2 separate regions of the Canis lupus genome follow, and region 1 is linked to region 2. A link is a contact called in public Hi-C data. All regions are on one chromosome and are shown on one strand. Each heading gives the region's core, a stretch centred on a gene start, on an enhancer-like site or on the middle of the called end of the contact. The rest is flanking DNA. Distances are from core to core; before and after follow the strand shown. Region 1 overlaps PLAT (tissue-type plasminogen activator). Region 2 holds the start of IKBKB (inhibitor of nuclear factor kappa-B kinase subunit beta).

Evidence for each region. A called contact is a pair of places that touch in the nucleus more often than the background predicts.
Region 1: a contact with region 2 is called in a Hi-C map of blood, with 1.7 times the contacts expected there. The contact joins the enhancer-like site here to the promoter of IKBKB in region 2. A contact is called at or near these places in 2 of 9 Hi-C or Micro-C datasets (amygdala and blood).

What each region holds. Positions count from the first base shown.
Region 1 is chr16:24,211,358-24,218,262 of UU_Cfam_GSD_1.0, reverse strand. It overlaps PLAT (tissue-type plasminogen activator), which reads right to left. Exons shown (of 14, transcript XM_038559941.1): 2 at 2,148-2,245; 3 at 1,038-1,080. The coding sequence starts at 2,222. Among named protein-coding and RNA genes, the nearest start is that of PLAT, 12 kb to the right of the region's middle. Within about 2 kb of position 4,947, at least 9 of the 20 cell types and tissues checked have an H3K27ac peak or open chromatin away from gene starts, as enhancers often do. A contact at or near this core is called in blood, where this site is marked.
Region 2 is chr16:24,147,781-24,154,852 of UU_Cfam_GSD_1.0, reverse strand. IKBKB (inhibitor of nuclear factor kappa-B kinase subunit beta) reads left to right here and starts at 2,159. Exons shown (of 23, transcript XM_038559938.1): 1 at 2,159-2,330; 2 at 2,864-2,986.

The DNA of each region.
Region 1 (6,905 bases), core at 3,698-6,197, 61 kb before region 2:
TGCCCCTTCCCCCCCACACGTGTGCGCATGCGCTCTCTTTCTCAAAAAAAAAAAAAAAAGAAAAGAAAAGAAAAAGAAAAAAAAAGTTACAGCATAACTCACTCTGGGGAAACTTCCACTTTGAAAGAGGTGTTGCAAAGCCAAAGATGAAGGTAGCTTGCGATTTGAAGCTGGGCCCAGAGTTCTTCACCAGAGTCACTGCACTCTGGCTGCCAGCATGTTTTATTTTTGGACTCCTACCTAATGCTCATGGGGATGTTCCTCAGGCTTCTAGAGTCCACTGTAGGCATGGTTTCATGGAATGAAAGCCTTTCCACATCTGTGGAACTTCTGTGAGGTAACCCGGGTTGTTAGCCTGGTTTCACAAACCAGAACATATGGAAGCACAGAGATGGCAGTTAACAAAGGTGCCAGGTGGACTCAGGTGAGATGGGGACCACAGAGGACCAGCACATCTGCAGCCTGGCTGTGGTGTGGCCTTGGGCAAGGTGCTCAGTCTCTGGCTCTGTTTTCTCACCTGTGTAACAGGGCTTTGGGCCATTGAGCTGAGGGGCTCCCAGCAGCTCTGTGACTCCCCAACAGTCTGACTCCTTGAGGGCACACCTGTTCCCATCCTCTCAGAATCTGGCCTTAGAGGCGCCTGAGTGGCTCAGTGGTTGAGCATCTGCATTCGGCTCAGGTCATGACCCCAAGGTCCTGGGATCGAGTCCCGCATCAGGCTCCCCACCGGGAGCCTGCTTCTCCCTCTGCCTGGGTCTCTGCCTCCCTCTCTGTGTATCTCTCATGAATAAATAAATAAAATCTTAAAAAATAAAAATAAAAAAGAAGCTGGCCTTAGCTAACTCGGTGAATGAGTAAATGGGTGTGGGAAGTGGCGAGTGACCCAGGCATCTCTGCAGAATTCCACCTTTACACAGCTTACGTAGGCTGAGTGTGGTGGAAGAGAAATCCCCACCAGAGCCCAGAGCACCTGAGCGCCTAAGCCCTGACCCCGTGGCCTCTTGCCCTGACCCCCTTCCACATCAGCTTCACCTTACCTCTGTAAGATCTGGCTCCTCTTCTGAATCGTATGTGGATTTCCTGCAGAGCAACCAGGGGTGGAGGAAGGATCAGCACCCGCTGGTGTCTTAAGAATAAAGTTGGTCGATCTAGAGACCACCCAGGCACCCACCAATCCGATGCCACCTGTCCCGAAGGATCCCCCTCAGGTCGCTGGCCCCAGGAGCAACATCTGCTTCCTGCTTCTTTTCTCATTCTCCCTCCCCTTCTAGACCAGTGATGCCAAAATAACTTTCTAAGTGATGAAAATCTCTCCTACCTGTGCTGTCCAATACCACAGCCATGAGTCACACGTGGCGACTGAGCACTTGAAACGTGGCTAGTGTGACTGAACTAAATTTTTAAATTCTATTCTAAACTGAAACAGCCACAAGTGTTTGGTGAAGTTGTAGCCCTCCCCCAACCCCTCCATTTAGCCAACCCCAACTCTCTTCTCTAAAGTCTCACTGTGCAAGTACTGCTCATTGGGCCTGACGTGATACCCTCGCTTGCTGGGCATATTTGGAGAGCATGTCCATAGCATAGCTTCTATCCCAATTAGATAGTAAACAGCACGGGATCCCTGGGTGGCACAGCGGTTTGGCGCCTGCCTTTGGTCCAGGGCGCGATCCTGGAGACCCGGGATCAAATCCCACGTCGGGCTCCCGGTGCATGGAGCCTGCTTCTCCCTCTGCCTGTGTCTCTGCCTCTCTCTCTCTCTCTCTCTCTCTGTGTGTGTGACTATCATAAATAAATAAAAATTAAAAAAAACAAAGATAGTAAACAGCATAGGGCAACTCGCCAGCTTCCATGGCTCACGGCTTGTGCACCTCCTTTTCTAAATACTTTCTGGATGAATTCAAACACATTCTTTAAGAACAGCTCCAAAGAAGGCAGCCAAGGCAGTGCAGTGGAATTAAGAACTATTTACCCAAATCAGAAGAATGGCCTAAGGTTCTGCCCCCAGAACCCTGAATCCCAAGAATCCTACCCAGGGAGGAGTGGGTGCACCATGCTCTGTGACTGCTGACCCCACCTTGGGGCGCCTGAGCCCACTGAGGGCACGCAGGCTCCAGGGGTGGGGGCACACACCTGAACTGCACACCTACCTGGCTGGGCAAGGTGAGGGCTGCTCCACAAAGCAGCAGCATGCACACTAGCTCTCTCCTCATTGTATTCATCATTCCTTTAGAGTGTCCCTTAAATTCTGGAAGAAGAAGGGAAAAAAGCTTAATCATGTGATTGAGAGATCAAGGAGCATGGCAAAGTTCAAGAACCTATGACTTGATCATGGCCAGTCCCTCTAGCATCAGGTCCCACAGAAGGAAATGCCACAAATGTCTGGAAGATTTTTTTAATTGTATATATTTTTGTATTGTGGTAAAATACACAAAAGTTACCATCTTAACCATTTTTATGTGCAGATAAATGCCAGTTTAGTGGCATTAAGTGCATTCATATTGTCATGCAACCATCACTACCATTCCTCTCCAGAGCTTTGTTATCTTCTCAAACTGAAACTCTGTACCCCATCTAAGCAATAACTCCCCATTCCCCTGGCAACCACCAGAAAGTAGAATACTTTCTGTCTTTATGACTATGACGTGGGATCATATAGGTGGAATTATGTAGTACATGTCCTTTTGTGACTGGCTCATTTCACTTTGCATACTGTTCTCAAAATTCATCCATGTGGAGCCATATGTCAGAATCCTCCCCCACCTTTTCTTCATAAAGTAGGCTCCATACCCACCATGGAGCCCAATGTGGGGCTTGAACTCACGACCCTGAGATCCAAACCTGGGCTGAGATCAAGAGTTGGATGCTCAACTGACTGAGCCACCCAGACATCCCTGAATCTCCTCCTTTTTTATTTTTTTTTTATTTTTTTTTTTATTTTTTTTCCTCCTTTTTTAAAGCTGAGTAATATTTTGTTGTCTGTATAGACCACATTTTGTTTATCCATTCATCCATCAATGGACACGGGTGGCTAGGAGGTCATCTTGCCCAGAGATCTCTGCGGGCTGAATAGTGGGACCATCTCTAGTGCCAATAGCAGCCTGGAGACCCAGGATCCTACCTCGGTTTCCTCCAAGTGAATTCCCGCCCTGCGGTCAACTAGATGGAACCACAGAAATGTCCCCTTTGAAACTTTTTCAGGGGACACCATAGGGATTCTACTGCCAGCACATCACAGAGCCAACCTACCTCAGATCACCTCAGTTCTTCCACTTATAATTTCCATGCCTCTTTGTCCACCACAGGGAATGCTCCTCTGCACCAGCTCTCACCCTCCCCACTTCTCCCTTGGAACGTCTGTCTCTTGTTTTGTAGACAGGCTGGGCAGGGTGCAGACTGGCAGAAAGGCGGAAAGGAATGGAGGCATCTGGGTTTTGGTAGTTAGACTAAGATCTTCCTGGACCTAGAATTCCCACTTTCCATGTGCCTTTCCCCAGTGATTTTACCCTCAGAAGCTTAAACTAGGTTAGTTGGTCGGGGTTTTATTTTGTGGTCTGGCAGGCCCACTCACTCCTTTATCCACAAGAATTAAATCCGGGCATTTCTTCCCTTGACTCATTTCCCTTCAGTCACAACAATGTTTGGTCCCACCCCTCCCCCCATTGCAAGGATCCTCAGGGACCTCTCAGATCAGAGGCTTCCAGGACCTTCATCCTGGCCTGGCTCTGGCTCCTTCTTTGTTTCTTTGCAAAGAAGGTCCCTGTTGGAAGTGGCCTTCCCCTCACTGGCCACAGGCCCCCTTCAGAGCAAGGGTGAAAAAGAAAGGATGAGTGGGGGCAGTGGGAGGACTCTGTGCCCCATTGCTTCTTCTGGGGCTGCTGGGGACAGGCAGTGGAGGGGTGAACAGGGCGAATGGAGGAGGGGGTGGGGAGAGAGCAGCAGGGACTGGTCAATAGGATTCCAACAAGAAAACACAGCTCAGAGGGCAGTCTTGCCAATCAGCACAGCCCTTGCCCCCCATTGTGAAGCAACCTGAAAGAGGGCAAGATCTGGGCCTCTGTTCTATTTTTTTTTTATTTTTATTTTTTATTTATGATAGTCACAGAGAGAGAGAGAGGCGCAGAGACACAGGCAGAGGGAGAAGCAGGCTCCATGCACCGGGAGCCCGATGTGGGATTCGATCCCGGGTCTTCCAGGATCGCGCCCTGGGCCAAAGGCAGGCGCCAAACCACTGCACCACCCAGGGATCCCTGGGCCTCTGTTCTAATTTGCTGTGCTCTTTGGGGGCCCTTTTCTCACTCAGAGGAGGAAGTTTCAGAAGTTGAGGCCATCAGAAACAAGGACACTTAGTGGTCTCTTCTGATCACAGGAAACTGCTCTGGATTTCCTCTTTCTCAAAATTTGCCAAAGCCCTTTTAAATTTCTCTTCTTAATTTCATCCCATTTAAAATTAACCTTTTAAAATACATCTTCTTGAATGCATTCCTCCCCTTCCTTTCCAATGTTAATCCTGTTTCACAATCGCATAAAGCTTGTCCCATCCTTTATTATCTTGGCCAAACCTTGAGATTAGGGGGACCTCTAAGCTCTCAGGACATTATGAAGGAATTCTGAATGAAACAATGAGCCACCAATCAATAGGGAACTTAACCCTTATTCCTGTTGCCTGTCAAACCACCCAGGCCTTTCAATTTTTCAGTCAACTCGACAGCCCAAGATCAGGGGGTTGGTTTTTCTCTGGATGCCCACCAAGATATTGTTTTACTTTAATAATTCAAGGTCTTAAAAAAAAAAAAAAGACCTCTGGGTTCTTCTGACGGGAACACAATTCTACATTTTGGAAAATTGCCAGGTGAGATGATGTGCAGCATTAACACATTTGCATCCCCTGATAAATGGGGAAGCAGGACCAGATGGGGGGCAGAGCATGACTTAGGGCTTCCCTAGCAGTTCCTACAGCTGCACCATGTGCAAACCCTTGGCAACTCAGGGGCATAAGGGGCAAAGGAGTCTACTTCTGTCCTCTGCTCCTGGGAGAGTTTGAGATAGTCTCTGTCCTAGCAGTCTTTATCTTCCTCCACTTTTGGGGGCCTTGCTAGGCCACGGGCTGGGTCAGTGGCAATCTCAAACAAGGCAATAGCTCCATCCTGCTGCACAAAGACAATGCAAGCATCCGGACAGGCCAAATGGGGTAAGAGGATGACAAAGAAATGAGTCATCCCGCCAGCAGACAAGCAGTGCAGTCCAAAGACAAGGGAGAAGGAGGAGAGGAGGAAAAAAATGTGTCCTTGTTTTGCCTTCGTTAAAGAGGTGGGTGTAGAGGTCTGGGGGCAGTGCCTGGACAAAAAACAAAGTGAATACCAGAAACAGGGACTCAGACTGAGTCCGTGGGGCCAGCCAGTGCCAGGCTTCCACGCTGTGAGCCACGGGCTGCCACGGAAGGCGGGAATGCCTTGGGGTTAAGGTGAGGAGGGGAGGTGAGATGAGAGGAGTAAGTGTAAGAAGTCCTTCAAGGCTCATTTTATAAATGCAAGACAACTTGTTATTTTTTTCTGTGTTCCCTTCCTTTTGCTCTATTTCATAGTTCTCAGAATTAGAGAACTAAAAAAGCAAGGGAGTAAGAGGGAGGAAGGAAGGGAGGAAGGAAGGAAAGAAGGAAGAAAAAAGAAAAACCATGTTTTTCTTTTGTTTTCTTTTGTTTCACTTTTGTTAGACTGGAATCCCTAAGTCACTGAAAAACATCGCTGTGTGAGAGTGAGGTGGAATGGCCATAAGGCCTGTGGTCCCCAAGGTCCCAGGGCCCCAGGCGTAGCAGGCCCATGCTAGCACACAAAGTTGATTTCTGCAGATTTGCAAAAGGCACCCTCTCTGGTAGCTGGAGTTCAACAGACACAGAGCTTGGCATATTGACAAAGAATCTGTGCAAATTAAAAAAAAACAGGACACATGGCCTGGCAAATAAAGCCTGGCCTGGATTTCAAGGATGCATGGGTGGGAATCCTTGTGCGGGATATAGCCTGCACATCCATGTGCAGAAGCCTCGTCTGCTTCCAGAACATCTCTGACCTTCCTGTCTGGAAGCTGTGTTAGGTCCTGCTGGCTATGGCAATAGAGTGACTCTGTTCCCCGGCTGTTCTGAACAACCTTGAATGATGACTGTTCCAGGGAAAAATGAGAACAATGGACTGGTAACCATGGAGGGGGTTACTCTGCTAGAGGAAGTGTGCCATGTGGCTGAGAAAGCAATGGTAGGCCAGCCAGAAACTCAGTGTTCATTTCTGCAGTGCTAACTTGGGGGGAAGCTGAGTGATGGGCACCCATTCATAGCTGTTGAGTCTGCACTAGGGGAAGCCCCTGGGACAGCAGCATGACACTTGGAGGAAGGACCTGTGGATGAACTGTTGTCCCCAGTGCCTTCACACGTTCCCTCCCCCTTTTTAAAAATGTATTTGTGGGATCCCTGGGTGGCGCAGCGGTTTGGCGCCTGCCTTTGGCCCAGGGCGCGATCCTGGAGACCCGGGATCAAATCCCACGTCGGGCTCCCGGTGCATGGAGCCTGCTTCTCCCTCTGCCTGTGTCTCTGCCTCTCTCTCTCTCTCTCTGTATGACTATCATAAATAAATAAATTAATTAATTAATTAATTAAAAAAATAATAAAAATGTATTTGTTTGAGAGAGTGCAGCACATGTGCCTGCATGTGCAAGTTGGGGTGGGAGGGAGTGAGGGGGGAGAGAGAGAACCTCAAGCCTGGACTCAGGGCTCAATCTCACAACCCTGAGATCATGACCTGAGTTGAAATCAAGAGACGAACATTTAACTGACTGAGCCCCTCCAGGAGCCCACCATGTCCCTCTGCATTACCCTTTCCCTCTACTATCCTACCTTCTCCATCTTTCCCCTTAAAAAT
Region 2 (7,072 bases), core at 910-3,409:
CACCCTCGACAACCTTAAAGATTTAAGGGTCAAAATTGTTCAGTGGGAATGATGTGGGGAACAATGGCAGAAGGAAATGTAGATGAAACTAAATTTCCTTATAACCTTCAGCCTATTGACAAACACTTGGGGCAAGCAGAATATAACATGCCTCCAGGAAACTCCCAACTGTTCTTAATGTTAATGCTTTGCTAAAGGGAGAAACAACCTCGGCTAGGCAACAGCAAGGCCTCCAGGATCCTGTGAGTCTTCTTTAGGATATGAAAGACCTTTTGGAAACTTCCCTTGGTCTTTACTTCCCCCATCTCCAAAGTATATAATCAGTTGTTCCTCACAATCCTGGGGCAGCGGCTCTTTCTGCCCATAGGTCTTGTTCCCATGCTTTAATAAAACCACCTTTTTGCATCAAAGATGTCTGAAGAATTCTTTCTTGGCTGTGCACTCTGTAACCCACCACTACAAACCATGTCACTGTTCCTAAATTGACTTCAGCCTCAGGTTTTCTGCAGACAGGTGTTCTCTGTGTTGGGCATGGCCATTGGTGTTATTAACTCATCTGTCTAGGACAACTCTGCTGGTGTCCTCCTGTCCTCCTACTGCTCTTGGGCTAAACTAGATGAAACCACTGATGTTTGTTGCTCGTGTTTCAACTGTTTTTGTTTTACAAAAAAAAAAGGTGACTTCATTCGATTCAACCTAATACTGCCCACATTTTAAAGAAGAGAAATGGGGGCGCCTGGGTGGCTCAGTCATTAAGCATCTGTCATTGGCTCAGGTCATGATCCCAGGTCCTGGGATGGAACCCCAGGTGTGAGTGTCAGGCTCCCTGTTCAGCAAGGATCCTGCTTCTCCCTCTGCCCCTCCCACCTTGTGCTCTCTCAGTCAAATAAATAAATAAAATCTGGAAAAAAAAAAAAAAGGAAGAGAAATAGACGCTTGGAATGATTAAGTAATTGGCCCCCAAATCTCAGAGTAGTCAATAGCAGTGTGAGGATTCAAACTCCAGTTTGCCTCCTTCTGAATTTCTTAGTATGATACATTTCATCAAATATTAAGAGCTTGGACCTAAAAACCAGCCTCTTGGGTTGGACTATCAGTTCATACACTTACTAGCCTGTGACTTGGACATATTTTCCTATCTGCACATCAGTTTTATCACCTATAAAATGGGGATAGCAAGGGGATCGCTGGGTGGCTCAGCGGTTTGGGGCCTGCCTTTGGCCCAGGGCGTGATCCCGGAGACCCGGGATCGAGTCCCACGTTGGGCTCCCGGTGCATGGAGCCTGCTTCTGTCTCTGCCTGTGTGTGTGTGTGTGTGTGTGTGTGTGTCTATCATAAATAAATAAATCTTTTTTAAAAAATGGGGATAACAAGAACAAGAATCCAATCCCTCCCGATGTGGAGGGTTGCCCTGGGGATCCGCAGAAGGAATTGTAAGTACAGAGTGTGTGTAGGCAGCGCCCGGCGCTTCGGAAGCATCCTATAAAGGGGAGCTATATTCTTCAGGTTTCCTCCAATGCTACTCTTCCTGCTTGGGTCAATCTACCAACACACACCAGCTTGGTGTTAGTGCAATGCACAGAACTGAGAAACTCCACGGCACACCTCATTACCACGTCAGGCAGGTAGCAGCGGACCGGCGAACCTCTTACAACTTCCCTACATCACTGCGGCGGAAACTACGAGGTTTTCCCTCCTTTCATTTTTCGTGAAGGGGGTAGTAGAGGCTGTGGCTTCTTGGGAGTACATCCGTGACTGGTCGTGCTGGACACCGAGCCCGAGCCCGAGCGCCGAGCCCTGCGGACGGAGGACGCAGCCTGAGGAGGGGCCGGGCAGTTGTCAGCAGGCCGAAAGGAAACCCTGGCGGGCGCGGGAAATTCCAGCGAGGGAGCAGCCCAGGAAGCGGCGTCCATTACCCCCCGGAGGGTTCCCGGGAGGAAATCCCCGTCTCCCCCGTCCCAGAAACCGCCGCAGGTTCCAGTCACCGTGTACCGAGTCCGGCGCACTCGGGCTCGTCTTAGGGCCCCAGGGGCACCGCCTGTCCGGGTGCGGGGGAGCCCGCTGGAAGCCGCGCGCCGCGCCGGCGGGTCACCGCGGCGACGACCCCCCGGGCCCCCTGTGGCGCCGCGGCTCCTTTAAGGGCGCGCGGCCCACGTGCCCCGTGACGTCAGAGCAGGAAGTGTTTGAGGAAGTGGCGCTGCGCTGGCCCGTTTGAGATTCCCGCATTTTAATGTCTTCGGGGAGGCGCCAGAGCCCCCGGTTTGGCCGCCCTAGCCCCCGCCTCCCCGGTCCTGGGGAGCGGCTGCCCCGCCCCGCGCCCCTGCCGACAGGTGAGTCCCTCGGGCGGCCGCGGGCCAGGTGCCGCCGGCAGACCCCGCGCCCCTCGGCGCCCGCGAGCCCGCCCCCTCCTCCCTGAGGCTCCCGGAGACCCTGGGGTCGGGCTGAGAAGTCGGGTTCTCCGGGCGGACCGCGGGAGCCGGGGTGACTCCGGGGGCCGCCTGGAGGCGGGGGCTCTGGGACCGTGTGAGGACACACGTGACCGGAGAGCGTGCCCCGGCCACCCAGGGCAGAGCGCGCGGGACAGGGCGCCCTCGCTGCGGTCCGGGGGATGCCCTTTGCGGGCCTCCGAGGGACTGTCCTCCCCGCCTCCTTCCCTTACGGCTGAGCGGGGTGGGGGTGGGGGGGTGACAAAAGTTGGCTACCCAAACCCAAAACCAAACCAGACAGCCTGGTTCATTTATAAAGTGAAAACCAGCTCCTCTCTCGCACCGAAGGGCAATGTTGTCTCTTAGCTTCTCCGTCTGCTTGAGTTCCATTTTCTCTTAACCTTGATCTTTTGTCCCCTACACCAAATTGTTTACAGAGTTAGCGCGGCAGCAGCATGAGCTGGTCACCTTCTCTGCCAACCCAAACATGTGGGGCCTGGGAGATGAAAGAACGACTTGGGACAGGGGGATTTGGAAACGTGATCCGCTGGCACAATCAGGTAGGGGCGCTGTGCACCTGGGCTGAGCCAGAGGCCGGGAAGACAGGCTCCTGGGAACTGCCTCCGCCCTACACTGTGCTGGGTGGGGGACGGGGTTCGTCCTTGGCCCTGGGCTTCTTGGGGGAGTGAGAAACGGGAACCGTCAGGGGGCTTCCGAGCTGCTCAGCTGCCTCTAAGTGGTCTCCAAGCTTTACTGACTATGGCCCCCAAATTGTAAAAATATTTTAACTTTTATATATCTTAAACTAGTATCTTTATTATCATCACGCTATCATGTACTAATATATTGTGTATTAATATTGAAATACAAAAATTGAAAAATTTAAAGAATGAGCATCGTAAAATATATTTAAGTGTTTAAAGAATTAGCTCAAAAATATTTTATTTATTTATTTATTTTTTTTAATTTATTTTTATTTTTTATTTATTTATGATAGTCACACACACACAGACAGAGAGAGAGAGAGAGAGAGAGGCAGAGACACAGGCAGAGGGAGAAGCAGGCTCCATGCACCGGGAGCCCGACGTGGGATTTGATCCCGGGTCTCCAGGGTTGCGCCCTGGGCCAAAGGCAGGCGCTAAACCACTGCGCCACCCAGGGATCCCCAAAAATATTTTAAATACATACTAATTATGTGTTCCCACTATTGTTTGCAATACTGCACAGCACAGACTATACAGATCCATAATGAAACAGAGAATTATCAAGGACAGTGGGTGAAAATCCGTATTTCAAATAATTTTTATAATTTGGAATTATTTGGACCTATTTCTGACTGATTAGATCCTGATTGTTTTTACTCTTTATGTGTCTGAAATAAGTTTAGTTTCTCACAATAGAAGTGTTCCTCCATATTCCTTTTTGCTTATGCTGGTGTTACATGTACTGAAGTCCTCTGCAGAAATTTCTTTAGCCACTTGTCCATTTTGTGAGAGTCATTTTATTGACCTCAGATACTACGATCCATAATCCACCTAAGCAGGGGCACATGTAACCTGAAACATGTCTCCATAGGCCCCTGTCCACCACTCCCTGTGGAATGCCCATTTTCCTCAGTATACCTTGGGTCCACGAGATATATGATCTTTGAAAAATAATCTGAGGAAGATTTCATAAAGTTAATATCAAAAAAGCTTAATTTCTATTTAATTGTTTTGGATTCCAGTCTTGGGTAACCCTGGTGCACATCTACCCCATTTGGAGACCACTGCTCTAGGGAACCCCCAGTCACTGAGTAACTGAAGTTGGCTTCCTGACTCCAAAATCAGACCCCCGAAGTCCTTGAAGGAAGCACTTGCTTTTTGATCAGGGGCTGCTGAGCACTTTTTTGGACTGAAAGGAAGTGTACCACTTCTTGGGAGCCAGCTGCAGCAGCCAGCGAGAGAGTCATCAAGGCTACTGGCCAGCCACATCAGAGAGTCATTCCAGACAGCCACGCTCCTTTATCAGTTAGTTGGAAGACATTCTAGGCCCTGCCCTGAGTCCTGTCAGCTCTGAGTAGATGGAACGACCCCTGGAGGAGTGGGAGCCAGAGCTGGAGGGCACAGTCCAGTTCCGGAGGTGGTAATTCCCACATTGAACTGGGAAACCAGAATTCCTTTCAGCCACAGCTGGAATTCCTTTGAGCCACAGCTGGCTCAAATGTGTTCTGGTCCGAGTAGAGCTGTGGGCCTCACATTACAACATAAGAGCCAGATCATTCTATGGCCCCACATATACCTGGGCTGGGCTGCTTCTAGATAGGCCACAGCTTTTAGATTCTTGACTGCAGCAAATATCTCAGCAGCTGAAGTAGAGATGGTTTTCCTCAAAAGGAGTTCTGTCCAGGTGTGCCATGTGTCTGTCATTTCTAGCTCAGAATGGCCTCTATGAATTTGGAAAGCTATTGTCAGATGGAATTTGTTCCTGGCTTTATAGATATGGGCCTGAAAAAAATGTGTGTGTGTGTTTGTGTGTATGGATTAGTCTTCTAGAATTACTACTTTCAAGTTCCCCTATTCGAAAACCAGTAGCCTTCATTTTTATTTTATTTTTAATTGAAGTTGGCATACATTATTACATTAGTTTTAGGTGTACAACATAGTGATTTGACGATTCTATACATTATACAGTGCTCACCATGAAAGATATAGTCCCCATCTGTCCCCATCCAATGTTCTCACAGTATTATTGACTATATTTCCCATGCTGTACTTTTCATCCCCCCATGACTTATTTATGGTACTGAAAGTTTGTACCTCTTAATTCCTTCACCTATTTCAACTATCCCCCAACTCTCTCCCTCTGGCAACCACCAGTTCTCTGTATGTATTTATTTATTTAAACATCTTTTATTTATTCATTTGAGAGAGAACATGAGCAGATATGAGGGGAAGAGGGAGAGAGAAGCAGATTCCCTACTGAGCAGGGAAGCCCAGTGCAGGGCTCAATCCCAGGACCCAGGATTATGACCTGAGCTGAAAGCAGGCACTTAACCAACTGAGCCTCCCAGGTCCCCCCAGTTCTCTGTATTTATGTATCTGTTTCTCCTTTTTTTGTTTGTTCATTCATTTGTTTAGATTGCACATGAAATGAAATCATATGACATTTTTTCCTCAACTTACTTCATTAAGGTAATACTCATTACATCCATCTGTGTTGTCACAAATGGCGAGACTTCATTCTTTTTAATGGCTGAGTGATATTCCATTGCATGGGATATTTTATGTGTATATATATACGTGCATGTGTGTGTACATATACACATTTATATACACATATATGTATATGTATGTATACATGCACACACATCTTCTTTATCCATTCTTCTATTCATGGACACTTAGGTTACTTCCCTCTCTTGGTGGTCATAAATAATGCTGCAATAAACATAGGGGTGCATATACTAGTGTTTTCGAATTAGTGTTTTGTTTTCTGTGTTTAAATACATATCAGTGGAATTACTGGATCATATGATAGTTCTATTTTTAAGTTTTTGAGGAACCTCCACACTGCTTTCCACAGTGGCTTCATCAGTTTGCATTTCCACTAACAGTGCATGAGGGTTCCCCTTTCTTCACATCCTTGCCAACACCTGTTGTTTCTTGTCTCTCTCATTTTAGCCAGTCTGACACATGTGAGGTGATAGCTCATTGTGGTTTTGATTTGCATTTCCATGATGACCTCAACCTGGACCTGTCCAAGTACCGGATGCCTCAGCCCTCTTCGGGTCGGGAGTCGCCTCGCCACTGAGCGCCTTGAGAGAGTAAACCTATCGGTGTCTGGGCTACAGAAATAAAATCTGCTCCAGCCATGAGGCCTGACATGTATAATCAGTGTCCCTTTTACGGGAAACGGTGAATTAGTTTATTTAACACCCATTTAGAAACATCTGTGCACAAGGGATTTTTCTCCCGTGAGCCAGAACCTCAGAAAATTCTGGGTTGATGAAATCAGAAATACAAAATTCTGATGTTGAGAGTCTTTTCATGTGTCTGCTGTCCATTTGTACATCTTCTTTGGGGAAAGTCTATTCAGGTTTTCTGCCCATTTTTTTAACTGGATCATTAGGTTTTTTGGGTGTTGAGCTGTGTATGTTCCTTTTATATTTTGCATATTAACCCCTTATTGAATATATCATTTGCAGATATCTCCTCCCTAGGTTGCCTTTTCATTTTGTTGATGGTTGTTCTTTCTTTCGTTCTTTTTTTTTAATCTTTATTTTTTAAAAAGCCAAAGTCAAATTGACAGTCTGGCCTCACCGTGTCTTTCTTAGCATTACCTCCTCTTGTTGGCTCCCAACAAGTTGGTTGGCTGAGCCTTCTGTGGGACAAGCCTCTGTCTCCTGGACAGCTTTACATAATCAGTATAGCTGCAGACCACCTCCTCAGTAAAGTTGCCATGGACTCCTTCATTCTATGGAAATTAGTTCTTCCCCTGAATTCCTTCAGTTTCACTCATTTGGCCTGCTTCATATACTGCCTTTTTGTCTTTGTGTATAAGAATGTGTCCTGTCAAGGCTCTGAGTTCCTGGTCAGCTGGGGCCCTTTCTGGTTTTGGCTTTCTTTCATTTCCCACACAGCAATTGTCTTTATGTTATATGTGTG